2 separate regions of the Zea mays genome follow, and region 2 is linked to region 1. The links are chromatin contacts, called in public Hi-C maps. All regions are on one chromosome and are shown on one strand. Each heading gives the region's core, a stretch centred on a gene start, on an enhancer-like site or on the middle of the called end of the contact. The rest is flanking DNA. Distances are from core to core; before and after follow the strand shown. Region 1 holds the start of LOC100193896 (NAD(P)-binding Rossmann-fold superfamily protein). Region 2 holds the start of LOC100501888 (AT-rich interactive domain-containing protein 3).

Region 1 (7,908 bases), core at 3,686-6,185:
CTGTAAGGTCGAGGTACAGAGGTTCCTCGGCAAGGTGAATTATTTACGAAGGTTTATTTCTAACATAGCCGGGAAGATTAATGCGTTTACCCCTATTCTTCGTCTTAAGAATGATGCCGAATTCGCTTGGGGGCAGAACAGCAAGAAGCATTTGATCTCATCAAAAAGTACTTATCTTCGGCTCCCGTATTAAAAGCACCACGAGCAGGAGTGTCGTTTCGATTATACATTGCAGCTGAGGATAAGGTCATTGGGGCTGTTCTGACACAAGAAACTGAGGGGAAGGAGCATGTGGTGACATATCTAAGCCGAAGGTTGGTGGATGCTAAAACAAGGTACACTTTTATTGAAAAGTTATGCTTATGCTTGTTTTATGCCTGCACCAAATGTAGATGTTATTTACTGTCTAGTCATTGCACTGTTTCTGGTCAAGCCGATGTGATCAAATACATGTTGCATAACCCAATTATGAGTGGTAGAATTGGTAAGTGGGCTTATGCACTAATAGAATATGAATTGGCCTATGAGCCACTGAAATCTATGAAAGGCCAAGTCGTAGCGGATTTTATTGTAGAACATCGAGTTAATGATGTTTATGAGCTAGACATGTCATACCTCACTATTACTCCTTGGACTTTATATTTTGATGGATCGGTTTGCAATGAAGGGCAAGGAATTGGCATTGTACTTGTTTCACCAAGTAATGTCTCCTTTGACTTCTCTAGCCGATTGAAAACTTATTGCACTAATAATCAAGCTGAATATGAGGCCCTCCTATTCGGCTTAGAACTCTTAAATGGTATGGGAGTAAAACATGTGAAGGTATTTGGTGATTCTCAGCTGGTTGTCCAACAAGTGTTAGAAGAATATCAATGTTTTGATGGTACTCTAAATAGTTACCTTGAGAAATGTTGGAGCATAATCCATTCATTTGACGAATTCAGTATCCGGCATATCTCTAGAGTTGAGAATCACAGAGCTAATGATTTGGCACAAGATGCATCAGGTTATCGGATAAAGAGAGGGAAGTTTCACAAAACTGAAAATCTGATAACTAGTGCAAAGCCAAACTCCCAGGTCGCGGACTGTCCGCGTGATGACGCCGGACCGTCCGGGGTTACCAGAAATGTTCTTTTCATCAATTTGGCTGACAATGAAGCCGATGCAAGTGATTGGAGGACACCTATACTTAATTATTTACGAAATCCTAATATCAGGACAAATAAGAACATTCGGCGAACAACTTTCAAGTATATTTTGATGAGTGATGAACTTTACCGCCGAACAGTCAATGACATCCTGCTTAAGTGCTTGGGCCCAGATGATGCTATATTAGCTATGGCCGAAGTACATGAGGGAATTTGTGGTACTCATCAATCAGCTCCAAAGATGAAGTGGTTGTTGCGAAGGTCTGGTTTTTATTGGCCTAGTATGATAGCTGATTGTTTCAAGTACTACAAGGGTTGCCAAGTATGTCAAAAATTCGGCGACCTACAGTTGGTCCCTGCAGCCGAATTACATCCTATTATCAAGCCTTGGCCGTTCAGAGGATGGGGATTAGACTTTATTGGAGAAATTCATCCTTCATCATCAAAGGGGCATCGGTTTGTGTTAGTTGCCACTGACTACTTCACCAAATGGACTGAAGCCGTTGCTCTAAAGAACATGACACACAAGGAGGTAATTGAGTTTATAACTGAGCATATCATTCATAGATTCGGCATTCCCCAGACCTTAACTACAGATCAAGGTACTTCTTTTATGTCAAAGGAGGTACATGAATTTGCTGAATTATACAGAATTAAGCTGCTTAATTCATCTCCATATTATGCTCAGGCCAATGGTCAGGCCGAGTCTAGCAATAGGACATTGATTAATTTGATAAAAAAGAAAATATCTAATAATCCTAAACATTGGCATAAGATTTTGTCCGAAGCTTTATGGGCTCATAGAATATCTAAACATAGTGCTACTAAAGTATCTCCTTTTGAGCTTGTATATGGGCAGGAAGCAGTATTGGTTGTGGAAATAAGTTTGAATGCTGTCAGGTTCGCCAGACAAAATGATCTAACTATCACTGATTATTATAATTCAATGATGGATAATATTGATGAGGTGACCGACAAGAGGGTGATAGCTTTGGGAGCAATAGAAAAGGACAAGATTATGGTAGCCAGGGCCTACAATAAGAAGGTCAAAGCAAAGTCATTTCAAGTAGGGGATCTAGTGTGGAAGACCATCTTGCCTCTAAGGAATAAAGACCGGAAGTTTGGGAAATGGTCGCCAAGCTGGGAGGGTCCTTATAAAGTAAAACAGGTAATGTCTGGTAACGCCTATTTGCTACAAACATTACAAGGCAAGGATTTACCAAAGGCTTTGAATGGGCGTTTCCTCAAACAGTACCATCCTAGTATGTGGCAAGATGCCTAAGAGAACCGATGTGATCACATCGAGTTAGTTGCTTTTGGTTCGCCCAGCTCCACCAAAAGGCAGGGGGGCATATGTTTGAACCAGAAATGAGCAAGCGGACGGTCCGGCCCTGAGGCCGGACGGTCCGCAGTCCGGACGGTCCGCGCGTGCGCAGAACAGATTAGGGTTCCGAGTTTTGTGCTACGGTTGTTAGCTATATTCGCGGGATTAGCTCGGAATCAGTTGTGTAAAGGGTCCAGCCCCCCTCCCCTATAAATAGAGAGGTCTACGGCCGATTTGTAATAAACAATCGAATCAATACAACTTTTATTCGTATTTTATCCTAGGAGTAGTTCTAGTCTAGTTTAGGTTTAGCCTCTCAATTCCCAAATTCTTCGCCTCTCTTTGACTCTACGCCGATTGGAGGAGTCTAGGTCGGCCGGCCCGAGCCTAGACAACCCCTAGGATCTCTCCTTCCCGACGGGGTCCCTCCCGGGAGCGAGATCCAGGCCGCCGTCGACGACTTCCGCCGCCCCTGCGCACGCGCAGACCGTCCGGCCCCAGGGCGCGGACCGTCCGGCCGTCAGGCAGGAAACCTTAGCCCCTGCGCCAGGTCGCGGACCGTCCGATCCCAGGCCGCGGACCGTCCGCGCCTGACCAGAGAGCACCGCCGCCGGTTCTTCTTAAGTATTTGGCGCTCCGAAAAGGCGTCAACACATACCGTGCATTTTATGGTTGTGAGCGTCGTGTTTCATATGTCTTTTAGTTCAGAGCCACCATTTCTCATATGTTTCAAAAGCAACAAGGCATTAAACTAAAACACCGTTAAGTATTTCCACAAAATAAAACAGCGTTAAGTAACAATGCCGCTATAATACACGGCAAACTTTGTCGCTTTTGCTTTTTTTATTACATTATCCGAGGACGTCGGGATGCTCTTGCACAAGACAGCAACTTCGGTTTACAAAATGCGAAGGTCATCCAGGAATAGGGCGCTGCCTGTTCTGTTCAATCCACCAGGACACCTGCCGCCTTGAAGGATTCAACGCTGTCCCTGAGGCTCTCCTCCAGAGTCCGGAATTTCCAGCCCAGCGCCTGCAGCTTCTTGGAGCTGAACAAAGGCTCATCGCTCACCTGCACGAACCTGTGCCATGCACTTTGCCCTTGATCACAATGCAACCTACTATGCACTAGCAGCTTGCGATTCATCAAGCACTGATAGCTTGACTAACACAACACAAGCATATAGCTTCTGCAGTATGTTTCTGCTTACTTGGTGGCAGCATGACTGTAGGCAGGGTACCAGTCCTTGAGCAGCGCTACGACCTCAGACATCTGCCTTGCATTTGCGTCGCAGATGTACCGTCCAGACGCCTCCGGAGTCTCGTACACCAGGAGCAGAGCGTCGGCGACGTCGCGGACGTCCACGAAGTTCCTCAGCTTCAGCTTCACCTCACGATCTCCTGCAGGAGATGGAGCGTTAGTGAGCGCGAGGATTCCTACTAGTAGATAGTAGTTCAGTACGTACCTTTCAAGCAATCGACTATGACGGAGCTGCTTGCGTTCACCGTCGACTGCAGCAAGGGCCCGATCACCAGCGACGGGCAGACGGACACCACGTCTAGTCCACTCCTCTTTGCGTAATCAAGCGCTTCCAGCTCCGCGAGTGTCTTGGAGAGACAGTACCAGTTCTGGCAGAGGAGCGACGGGAGGAGACAGAAAGGTGAGGGCGGGGATGAGAGGAACAGGCTCAACAGGGTGCCGTGCCAAGCTTTTTTTTTCTGTCACCTGACCTGAGTGGTTCTGCAGAATTCGACGTCGGACCAACAAGCCTCGTCCATGGCCTCGTTCTGGGGCCAGCCAGGGTTCACCATCACGGCGGCCACCGACGACACCACGACGACCCTCTTCACCTTGGCCTCCGAGCACGCCTTCAGGACGTTCTTGGTGCCCGTCACGGCCGGAGCGAGCAGCTCTACCTGCAGCAAGATGTTGGTGTCGGCCAATAAAGACTGAACGTCTGAACGGACGCATGGCGAAGCCGAAGGAAGAAATTAAGAGGGCAGCAGCGGGAGCTGAGGTGTGGTGCCTCGGGGTCACCGATTGGATAGGTCATGGGGACTGGGGACGCGACGTGGAAGACGCCGTCGCAGCCGGCGATGGCCGCCGCCACGCTGCCGTAGTCGAGCAATTCGGCCCTGAACAGGCGCAGCCGGTCCGCGGCGCCGTCCATCGCCGCCAGGTGCGCGTTCTTGGCGTCGCCTGCGCGCCACGCCACGCACGTTATCCACATGTCGGCACGCCGCACGCACGCACGCGCCAGTTCACCGGCCGGGAGCAAGAAGACAAGAGCAAGGGTTTCGTACCCGGATCACGGACGGTGCCATGGACCATGTATCGGCCGCCGGCGAGGAGGCGCTCGACGAGCCACGAGGCCACGAAGCCGCCCGCGCCGGTCACGCACACCGCCGGCCTCGTCCTGATCCCCGCTGCGCCTTCCATTGGTACCGATCACGACCGACGGACTCGTCTTGTTTTCCTTCACCGATTCGGGTATCGAGAGGATTATTACTTGTTAGCCGATTTGAGATACTCCTATTGACCTCGTGCAGATTTGGGTAGTTGACAACTTGTTGCTAGCGACGTCCTGATTCCTGAACAGATATAGCACACTGATTGGGCAGAGAACTGGAGGTGATCCTGTGTGCATATGGTACTTTGTGCTCAGGGCCGAGGCTGCGTGCCGCACACAGTGGCGTGCCGCCCGTGCCTTGGTGCGAGCCAAAACTAGTTAGAGCATCCCCGCGGGGTTTAAAAAACGTCCCTAAAATTAATTTGAGGTGTTAGTAACCAAAAATTATCTCCAACAGTTTTTAAATAAGATTGGCAAATATACCAATTTTTAAACATCTCTATGCTGACGTGGTGTAGCCTATGCTGTCGTGCATCTTGTCGCATGCACAGTCGTCCATGAGCTGCTCCTCACTATTGGCCACTGTCACCGTCTGCACCTTGGCTTAGAGCCTTAGACTAGATCTAAGAAGAACCTCTAAAGAGTTATGTACCCTAAATTTAGGGGGTGTTTGGTTTAAGGAATCATTACATCCAAATTGAGATGGTGCATCATGAGTTCATTCCTTAAATTTGGTGGGATGGCCATATTCCTGATATTAGTACTAACTAACTAACTATGAGGAATGAAGTGGTGATGGATCAACTAATTCCATTCCACAAACCAAACAAAAATAGTGAGGAGTGAGAAGATGATGGATTAGCTAATTCCTCAAACCAAACACCCTATTAGAGAATAAGGTCGTCCTCTACTATGTCCCTGTTTGAGAGAGCTTCACTTCAAGAATTTCAATTTCGTTCTAACTTCTTCAACCCAAACAGGTCCAGCTCCACGAGCTTTAGTTTAAAAAAAATCGAAACTAGAGGCCTGTTTCATGAAATTTATGAAGCTCCTTAGAGGGTGCTTCAAAAACACTGTTTTTATATCTCCTCATAGAGATGGCCAAACGGGCCGCCCGGCCCGACCCGGCTCGGGCCTAGTGAAGCCCGGCCCGTTTTGGGCCCGGCCCGCCAGGCACGGTTAGAAAACCGGGCCGGGCCGGCTAAGCACGCGGGCTCAATTCCCTGTCTGAGCCTGGCCCGCAGCGGGCCTAAACGGGCCGGGCCGACCCGTTTAGCATGAAAAAAGCGGGCCGAAAAGCGGGCTATGCGGGCCGAAAAGCACGTTTTAGTGTAAAAAAACGGGCTTAACGGGCTTAGAGCTAAACGGGTCGTGCCGGGCTAGCCCACCGTGCCTAGTTTCCTGTCCGAGCCCGGCCCGCTTATTCGTGTCGGGCCGGCCCGGGCCCACATATAACCGGGCCGTGCCGGGCTCGGACCGGGCCCAAAAAACGGGCTTCGTGCCAGGCTTATGGGCCTCGTGCTTATTGGACATCTATATCTCCTCATGAAGCTGTACGAAAATTACCCACCATGCCACCGGTTACGCAACATACAACTTCCGTTCTCTCTGGCGACAACACACTAATGATCAAGGGTAATCAAGGAAACCCACACAAATCAATTGTACTATAGAAGTTGGAGTCCATATACAAACCAAACGCTCCTAGAACTCACCTTAACAATTTGCTGGAGCTGTTTTATAGTGAAACTGGAAAACCAAAGCTGAAGTTTTTGAAGCAAAGCTCTCTCAAACAGGCCCTATATCCAGCAGCGTCCTCTAAACGATCGTCTAAATTTAGAGAACATTTCTGGATCCTCTATATATAGAGTTTCTCTAAACTATCCTCTATCCATTTAAATATTTTAAACAACCGGTTTAGCAAAACTAAAATATGTACAATACATTTGAGAGTATGATAAATACGTATGTATAAAAACTAAAAATAAAAAATATCTCTAAATAGGTATTTACGTATAGAGTACGCGATTTAGAGGACGTTATTGGAGAGAAAGAAGATACATTGGATAAAATTTTTTAAAGCAGACTGTAAAAGACGGATATAGAGAATGGATATAGAGGACGTTGATCGAGAGTCTTAGAGGGAGTCCGTGTCGCGCCATTGCAGCTATTGGTTGATGGGAGTTTTCCATATAGACCGAACGCTTTTTTTGGCTGTTGTGAATTACATTCTAATAATCATAATTTAGGCAAGCTAATATGATTTTATAATATAGGGGAAAAATATCTTGTACAATCAGTTATATTGAGGGTGCAATTAAGCAATCTAGTGCATTTAATCTAGATCAAATGATGATTTTTATTTTACATCTAACCCCCTTTCACCTGAAACCTAGTACCTATTTTATTTTTTAACCCCTTCCATATAAAACCATTGGATCTATATTGAACGTTTTGGATGGTTTGATTGCACGCTTGTACCAAATGAGTGATTGCACATGATATGTCTCTTTATATAGAATATATTTGTACTCTTGACTATATGAGAGAGATATATATGCTACATTTCTAAACCGAAGACGGTGAACGGTGTTAAAGTTATAGAGTAGATACATAGACTGGCAATACATAAAAAACAATTTTCATCCATCATCCTATAAATCTAGGATAGACTTATATATCTAAACTTAGTGATAGAATGTCAAATTTCAAACCAAATAATCTGCTCTAGTAAATTCCACTTCCTTCAAAATGCAACGCCCACAGCGATCTAAACGCCCACAAGCGAAAACACTACAATATATTAACATATAATACGTTAGAGTGTATCGAAATAGTTGATTATTACTCCTAGAAATATAAAGCAATATAATGAATATCCTTGCATATGCATCTGGCTGCAATGGAGGCGACGGGAGACGAACATTGCGCGGCGGGTGTGGGTGCTTTTTAAAATATTTAAACCATTTTTGTTTACCGCTGGTTCTAAGCTGGCGATCATGATGAAGATCATCACCGTTGCTAAATCTGTTGATTCATGATATTCAAACTAAAGACTCCAACGATAACATACCTTCAATTTACAG
Region 2 (7,908 bases), core at 2,265-4,764, 210 kb before region 1:
AGACCACCTAGATCGACGTGGAAACATTTGCGACTTGGGCCACAGTCCTCGTCGTCAAGGCTGTGGCCACCATCGGAGTAATCGGAGAGGCAGTAGTCACATGCGGTCATGAAGTCTCGCATGGCACTGGGGTTATCGAGCCCAGAGAAATCCCAACCAGAGTCGGGCTCGTCATCTTCCTCGGAACCCAGGGGTCCGTAGGTCGAGACGGCCATCAGTCGGTCCCAGGTTGACCACATATGGTACCCCGGAAGGTTAGGATATGCCTTTATGAAAGCGTCCACCGAAGTGGGGTCGCTTGGTGGGTCGAAGCTGAATCTAAAAGGCATAGGGTGGAAAACGGACGGTACCTCTTGATCGACGGATGGTGACGAAGTCGCGTCGGGGACGGACTGCACCGTTATCTCAGGTACGAGGCTAACGCCCAGCAAGTCCTTCGCGAGCGTGCTGGCGTCATTCGTCTGCTTGGGGTTGGCGTGTTGCGGGGAAACGACGCTCGTCTTCATCTCAGATGCGAGGTCAACGCCCGACGTGTCCCTCGCTGGGGCGCCGGCGTCGTCGTCTCGCTCGACAGCCAACGAGGTGCCGCCTCCTGCTTGGCCATGGTTGCCCCGCCTCCTCCTCCTACGACAGGGAAGGTGACGGGACAGACCCGGATGCTGCTCTTCCGCCATGGGGGGAAGACGTCGCCGAGTCCGTCGCCGCCGGGCGGGCTGACGGCCGTCGTTGTCGTTGTCGCGCGGCGGAGGAAGGAGTACCATGTCGTAGCTGCCGTCGAGGGACATGAACTCGAGACTCCCGAAACGAAGCAGCGTCCCGGGCTGGAGAGGTTGCTGGAGACTACCCATCTGGAGCTTGACAGGAAGCTGTTCGTCAACATGCAGCAGGCCCCTACCTAGCGCGCCAACTGTCGGCGTTTCGACCCCGGGGGGTCCCTGGACCGACGAGTAAATTGTCGCTGCGTGCCCCAGCCCAGATGGGTCAGCGCGAGACGGAACACAAAGAGGGGGAAACCGCGGCTTTGTGTTGTCCTGCGCCTAGGATGGATGCGCTTGCAGTAGGGGGTTACAAGCGTTCGCAAGAGAGGGAGAGAGCCTGCTCGTCAGCCTGTCCTCCCGCGCGGCCACCTCCTAGTACGAGGGCCCTGGACCTTCCTTTTATAGATGTAAGGAGAGGGTCCAGGTGTACAATGGGGGTTGTAGCAATGTGCTAACGTGTCCGGCAGAGAGGAGCCAGAGCCCTATGTACATGCCGACGTGGCTGTCGGAGAGGTGTTAGTGCCCTGTGCATGTGATGTCGTGGCCGTCGGAGGAGCGCTTGAGCCCTGTAGAAGCATAACTGTCGGGGCTGTCGGGACCTTGCTGACGTCTCCTTGCTTCCGTAGGGGGCTGAGAACCGTCGTCGTCATGGGAGCACGCGGGGTGCCATCATTACTTGTTTACCGGGGTGAGCCAGATGGGACGCCGGTCTTATTCCCTGTAGCCTGAGCTAGCTAGGGGTAGGGTAATGATGTACCCCCCTATAACGTGGTCGGTCCGAGCCCAAGGTCGGGCGAGGCGGAGACCGTCTCCCGAGGTCGAGGTTGAGTCCGAGCTCTGGGGTCGGGCGAGGCGGAGACCGTCTTCCGAGGTCGAGGTTGAGTCCGAGCCCTGGGGTCGGGCGAGGCGGAGACCGTCTTCCGAGGTCGAGGTTGAGTCCGAGCCCTGGGGTCGGGCGAGGCGGAGACCGTCTTCCGAGGTTGAGGCGGGGGCCGAGCCCCGGGGTCGGGCGAGGCGGAGCTTCCTATGGCGCCTGAGGCTGGACTCGGCTGCTGTCAGCCTCACCCTGGCGGGTGGCACAGCAGTCGGAGCAGGGCAGACGACGCTGTTTTCCTGTCAGGTCAGTCAGTGGAGGGGCGAAGTGACTGCGGTCACTTTGGCCCTGCCGACTGAGGAACGCGCGTCAGGATAAGGTGTCAGACAATCCTTGCATTGAATGCTACTGTGATACAGTCGGTTGGCGAGGCGATCTGGCCAAGGTTGCTTCACTGCGAAGCCTGCCCGAGCTGGGCCTCGGGCGAGTCGATGGTGCGCCCGTTGCTTGAGGAGGCCCTCGGGCGAGGCGTGAATCCACCTGGGTCTACTGTTCCTGCCCGAGGCTGGGCTCGGGCGAGGCGAGATCGTGTCCCTTGAGTGGACGGAGCCTTGACCTGAATTGCGCCCATCAGGCTTTTGCAGCTTGTGCTGATGGTGATTACCAGCCGAGTTTAGGAGTCTTGGGGGTACCCCTAATTATGGTCCCCGACACCCTCAGAACAGGAAACCACCTAATCAGAGATTTCGTAGTCGTTGCACTATTCACTGTCACCGGACAATCTGGTACACTTGCGGACAAAAGGCAACCAGAGCCTTCCAAAACGGAGCTCCAACGGCTCCTAGGTCCCTTGGGGCTATAAAAGGGACCCCTAGGCGCATGGAGCTACCACCAAACATCTATTGAACATTCTACAACACCGAGACACCACATTCACGCCTTTGCTTCGCTAAATTGAGATTCGAGCAAGTGTTTTGAGCTGTTATTACGTTGTGTTGTCTCTTGTGCTCTCTCTCAGCTTGTGCGTGTGTTGCTATGATTTTGTCTCTTGTGTGTGTTTCTACTCCCCTTACTCTTGTGGTTTATTTGAGATCGGTTGTGTAAGGCGTGAGATACTCCAAATTGTGGAGATTCCTCACTTTTGGAATTTGCTATAAGGAACAGAACTGTGGTACTCAAGTTTGATCTTTGGATCATTTGAGAGGGGTTGAGTGCAACCCTTGTCCATTGAGACACCACAACGTGGACTAGACAAGCATTTTACGCTTGACCGAACCACGAGATAAAAATCGCTGTGTCACTGGTCTCTCTACTTTATTGCGATTCTATTTCTTCTAGCACTTTACTTCACTTTCATATTGCTCTAAGTTTAATACACATCTTGTAAGCGTAATTAAATGAACCTCTCCTCTCTCACTCTTCATTCGAACTTGGTTTTTGGTTTTACTAATTTATTTTAGACCAAGTTTATTTTGTTGAGCTATTTTTTACATTATCATCTATTCACCTACTCTAGTTGCTCTCAATAACTAATTTGACAACTCGTCCTTCTTCAGTTAGTAGGTAGTAATATCCGAGAAGGCTACGTTGCATGTGACATCATGTCGTATTGGGTTTGATAGTTTTCTCATGGCCATTTCAAGGTAATGATCAATGTCACTTAACGATACTCAAGGTTGGACTGCATGTTAAATTTAAAAGAAGTATAAAGAATTCTTTTAAAAGAGACGACCATGGAAACAAAAGAGTAGAGAGTAGAGAAGAGAGGAGATATGTGGTGTTTGATTTTCTGACCTGGGTAATTTTTTATGCTGTCAAGCAGTTGGAACTTGAAAACCTTGAATATGAATATGACAAATGGTGAAATGGGAGTAGCCCGCTAGCCCACGTAAGCACGGTTTCAGTTCAAAACCATTCTCCACTGTTGCTCCTGTCCTGTTCCTCCGCTTCCTCTGTCTCTGTCTCGTCGTCTCCCCCATCTGGCCATCTCCGGCTAGGGTTTGCCCTCCCACCACGTCCGAGGTCTAGCTCGTCTCCGCCACTGCCGGACCAAGGATGTCGCAAGAGCAAGGTATGGAGGAGCCGCCGCCGCAGGCGGTAGGCGAGGCACAATCGGCCGCCGATGTCCCCATGAGCGAGGCCGCAGCGGTGGAGGATGAGGATGAGGAACCCGTCATGGGGGAGGGGCAGGGCGGTGAAAGCGGGACCGCCGATGCCGTTGATTCCGTCAAGGCTTCAGTGAAGCCCGAAGCAGAGGGCGCGGAGGAAGGGGACAGAGAGGAGCTTAATGGTGGCCCGACGGCGGATTTGACTGACGAGGTTGTGAAATTGGAGAACGGGGATGGCCCCGTGCCGGTGGGTGGCTCCGCGGATGAGTGCGGAGCTGGAGATGGCGGTGTTGATAAGGGCCTGGTTGGTCAGAATGAGCCTGTTGTGAACCAGCTTGTGCTGGTGCAGGCTGAGGAGGAGCTGGCATTGTCTAAGATCTCAAACAGTTCCTTCATGTTCGATTACACCACTGGGGGTGATGACTCAGGGACTGAGGAGGAGCAGGCTGCCTTCATGAAGGAGCTGGAGCGTTTCCACAGGGAGAAAATGTTGGAGTTCAAGCCCCCTAAGTTTTATGGTGAAGGATTGAATTGCCTCAAGTAAGCAGACAAGCTACAAAATCTTTTTTTTTGTTCTGTTGTTATTGACCACACTGAATTAAGTAACTGTATCTTTGCTATCATTAGATTGTGGAGACAAGTTACTGGATTGGGTGGCTATGATCAGGTACTCATCTTGAATATTTATGCCTTTTTGGTTTCTTGAAGAAAACACAAATGATTCTATTCCTATGAGAATGGTTAAATTATGAGTTCTATTTGCACGACACATGTTCAGTCGTTAATAATTTTTCTGCTAAAAATGTACACAGTATGTCTGAACCTGTCTGTAGCAAAGTGCCTCTTGCTATAGTTTAATCCTGAGTTTCTCACCCTATGTCCCTTTGCTATATTGGTACTTAGCAACTCATACCCGTCTAACTTTGTACCTCAAGTATGAGTTAAGAATTTTGACTAGCGTGCCCAATTTTGTTCACAGTTGTTTTATTTGACCATTAGATTATCATAATTTTTTACTTAGCACAAAAGGTGTCAGCACTATTGTTTATCTGATTTCTCCCTTTTCTTTTCCAGAGTCGTACGAAACCATCATGTTAATTGATCATACTGTTGCTGTGATCTTCCTTTCACGTGGAACATGTTTAGCCTATTCACCTTGTTTGTATCATTTTGTGTCCATGTTAAAAGATTCTAGTCGATGTTCTAAAAGACTACTGTGTAGCCTGCCTATGAAACACTAGTGCTCCTGTGTGCCTCTGACAGTCAGATGCGCCATTCCTTCTCTTATTACCCTGGTTGGCACTGTTTTTTTACATGTATAGATTTCACTTTACCAAAAACAATATATAACAAAAGCAACGCTAAGTATCTCAATAGGGAACCAAAAATTAAGCATGATATTTGTATCCGAGAAAGCATCATTTGCAGAGTAAATAGCTATACTGCTAGTGACTTAGTGATGGAATGTAACCATGTCGTCTTTGTAGGCATAAACTATTAAATATGGTTTGCTTAAGTGGGAAACTTTTCTGTGTTGCTATTTTCTAACAAATTGACGACACATTTTTTCCTTGTGCCATTTTGACATTTGCTTTATTTTATTTCTTTGTATGGCAGTATGGCACTAAAATGTATCTGTTGATCTGTGGTCGTGACTATTTGTTCCCCTGTTTCTTGGAGAGTGGTTTTGGTTGATTAACTTTGCTGTATACTATTTTATTTGAGAAAGGGGAGGATATTTTGCCTCATATGCTTGCTAACTAGTTGCATCAACACTGAACAGGTGACATCATGCAAGCTGTGGCGTCAAGTGGGAGAGTCATTCAAACCTCCAAAGTATGCATTTAGTCTGCAACTCATTTTGATGATCCTCACAGTCATTTTAACAGAATTTGGAACAGGGTTCACATAAGGTCTTCTTTCTGTACTCTCTCCCATGATATGACCTGCATGTCTTATGCAGGACATGTACAACTGTTTCATGGACTTTCCGTAACTTCTATGAGAAGGTAATTTTACATTCATGGTTCCTGAGATACCTGTTCAACCTTTATAGCTTTTAGTTTCAGCACTGTTTTATCACTTGAGTGTTGCCATGTGGTACCTACTACCTACAATGACAGTTCATTGAATAGAAGCCTTTTTCATTTAAGCACATTCTTTGTCAGCATGTCAATTGAGTCTTGCCGGCTCAAATACATACCATTAATTTAGAAGTTTTACCAAGCTGTTAACATATGATTGTCCTGAATCTAATTTAATCTCCTTAATTGGTACATAGCTCGTAGCTGATCAAATTTAAGGTTGTGTTGTGGATTTTTCTTAGTGGCAGGGTTTGTAGCGCTAAATGGCCTGTTAAATGCTGTTTTTTATATTTTTTCCTCTCTTTTATAGGCACTCCTTGAATATGAGAAACACAAAATCGAAACAGGAGAGTTCCAAGTAGCTTCATCTGCTCTACCAGATCGAGTTGGTTCTGAGAGCCAGGTACAATTTTATGTGGCCTAGTATATAACTTGGCACAGGCTAGTTTCAAGGCTATGAAATTCATTCTAAATCAAAGATTACTCTTATAACATAGTTTAATTTATGGCGACAAAAGTTTGGTTATTAGAGAGTATCTCTAAATACATATCCACTGTAACCACTTTTTAAATTTAAAATTTTCATATAATTAGACTAATTATTGGTCAATGATAACAATTTGTGAATTTTTAGATACGTGTACGCCTTGTATTTCGGGACAGAGAAAGTACTGCTAAGTGCTGGCAGGATGTTCACGTAGTTGTGCTAAAACATGGGAAAGATGTGCAAGGAGGCTAAACTTTAGGCTGTATCACTGTATGTTTGCCCAGGTGGGTGGAAGCCACGTATCTGGTTCTGGAAGAGCCAGAAGAGAATCTGCAACTCGTGCAATGCAAGGCTGGCATTCTCACCGCCTACTAGGCAATGGTGAAAATGCTGATCCTATAATTAAGGTATTTGTTGTTTTCAAATCAAGGGTCACTAGTGATCTTCATTTCGTTGTATAATAATATGTTTTTTAATTTTTCCCTAGGATAAAGGGCCTATTGTCTTAAAGAAGGATAAAACTCCTAAAAGCAGTGGTACCTTTCTGGATTATGTTTCATTTGACTTCCATTATGCCATTACTTGCTAATTGTTGTGAGTGGATTGGGTCTTGGAGAGTTCTCTTGACCTTCGAAATGAAATGAAATGCAGCTCTCACGCATCATACGATAAAAAGTTACTAATCCTTGGATCTGTGTAGGTTCTGCCAAGAGGAAAAGGATACCATCCCTTGAAGATGACATGGTGATACCTTATAAATCCGATAAGCTACAGTAAAGCCCTGTCCACTTATAATATTCACGCAAACCCTGCATTCCATTTTCCTATCTATTGCTGTTAAAAAATCAGTGAGAATTTCAACACTGCTTCACATAATTAGCTTCATTCTGTTCTTTTGCATGGATAGTACTAGTCCTTGTTCCTCCTTCCTCCTTGGACTTCGATTGATTTCATGAAATATTGCTATCTGACAGAAATGACTCAATGGTTATTGACATGGGCCCTCCTGCTGATTGGGTGAAAATAAATGTTAGGAAAACCGTGAGTATATGTATATCACCTTTATCTGTTGTTAAATCTTATAGCTCTATGCTGTTTCTTATTTGTTTGTTGTTTCCTCATAGTTCTCAGTTCCGTTAATTCCTGAAGCAAAATTTGGAGTGTTGAATGCCAGTGAATGTGTGAACTGCTGATTCTTTATGAAATGTATATATCTCAGGTCCTGTGGTTATTATGGAATTTTCATAAAGAATATAGGCTAACGGCTAACCAGGAATTAGTGAAACTACAATGACTTGAGGGCATTTTGTGAAAGAGGTTATGTTTTAGTTAATTATTTTATTTCATTCTATTTTATTTCTTGCAGAAAGATTGCTATGAAGTCTATGCATTGGTTCCTGGCCTTCTGCGTGAAGAGGTAAGTAAATGCAAATCTTTTTTAATGGTTGTTTTTTGTCCTTCATGTTGAAGTGTATAAGTGGATTGACTACCTTCTCCCTTCAGCTTAATCTTTTGAGTTGAACTGGTTAGTGCGTCCACTCTAACATGGTATCAAAGGCCGAGGTCTTGAGTTCGAATCCCGGTAGATGCTTTATTTGTGCCTTTATCCATTTATTTTCACGTTTGCGCCTTTCTCTCTGGCTGAACGTGAGTGGGG

The links. A called contact is a pair of places that touch in the nucleus more often than the background predicts.
Region 2: a Hi-C map of tassel shows a contact between it and region 1, with 2.1 times the contacts expected there. The contact joins the promoter of LOC100501888 here to the promoter of LOC100193896 in region 1. A contact is called at or near these places in 2 of 25 Hi-C or Micro-C datasets (leaf and tassel).

What each region holds. Positions count from the first base shown.
Region 1 is chr9:104,996,066-105,003,973 of Zm-B73-REFERENCE-NAM-5.0, reverse strand. LOC100193896 (NAD(P)-binding Rossmann-fold superfamily protein) reads right to left here and starts at 4,935. Exons shown (of 5, transcript NM_001138971.1): 1 at 4,776-4,935; 2 at 4,499-4,671; 3 at 4,203-4,388; 4 at 3,938-4,100; 5 at 3,269-3,872. The coding sequence starts at 4,911. The coding sequence ends at 3,679.
Region 2 is chr9:105,202,325-105,210,232 of Zm-B73-REFERENCE-NAM-5.0, reverse strand. It overlaps LOC100501888 (AT-rich interactive domain-containing protein 3), which reads left to right and starts at 3,514. Exons shown (of 13, transcript NM_001196527.1): 1 at 3,514-4,220; 2 at 4,308-4,347; 3 at 5,464-5,516; 4 at 5,644-5,689; 5 at 6,075-6,167; 6 at 6,536-6,658; 7 at 6,739-6,787; 8 at 6,952-7,024; 9 at 7,226-7,292; 10 at 7,618-7,668. The coding sequence starts at 3,628.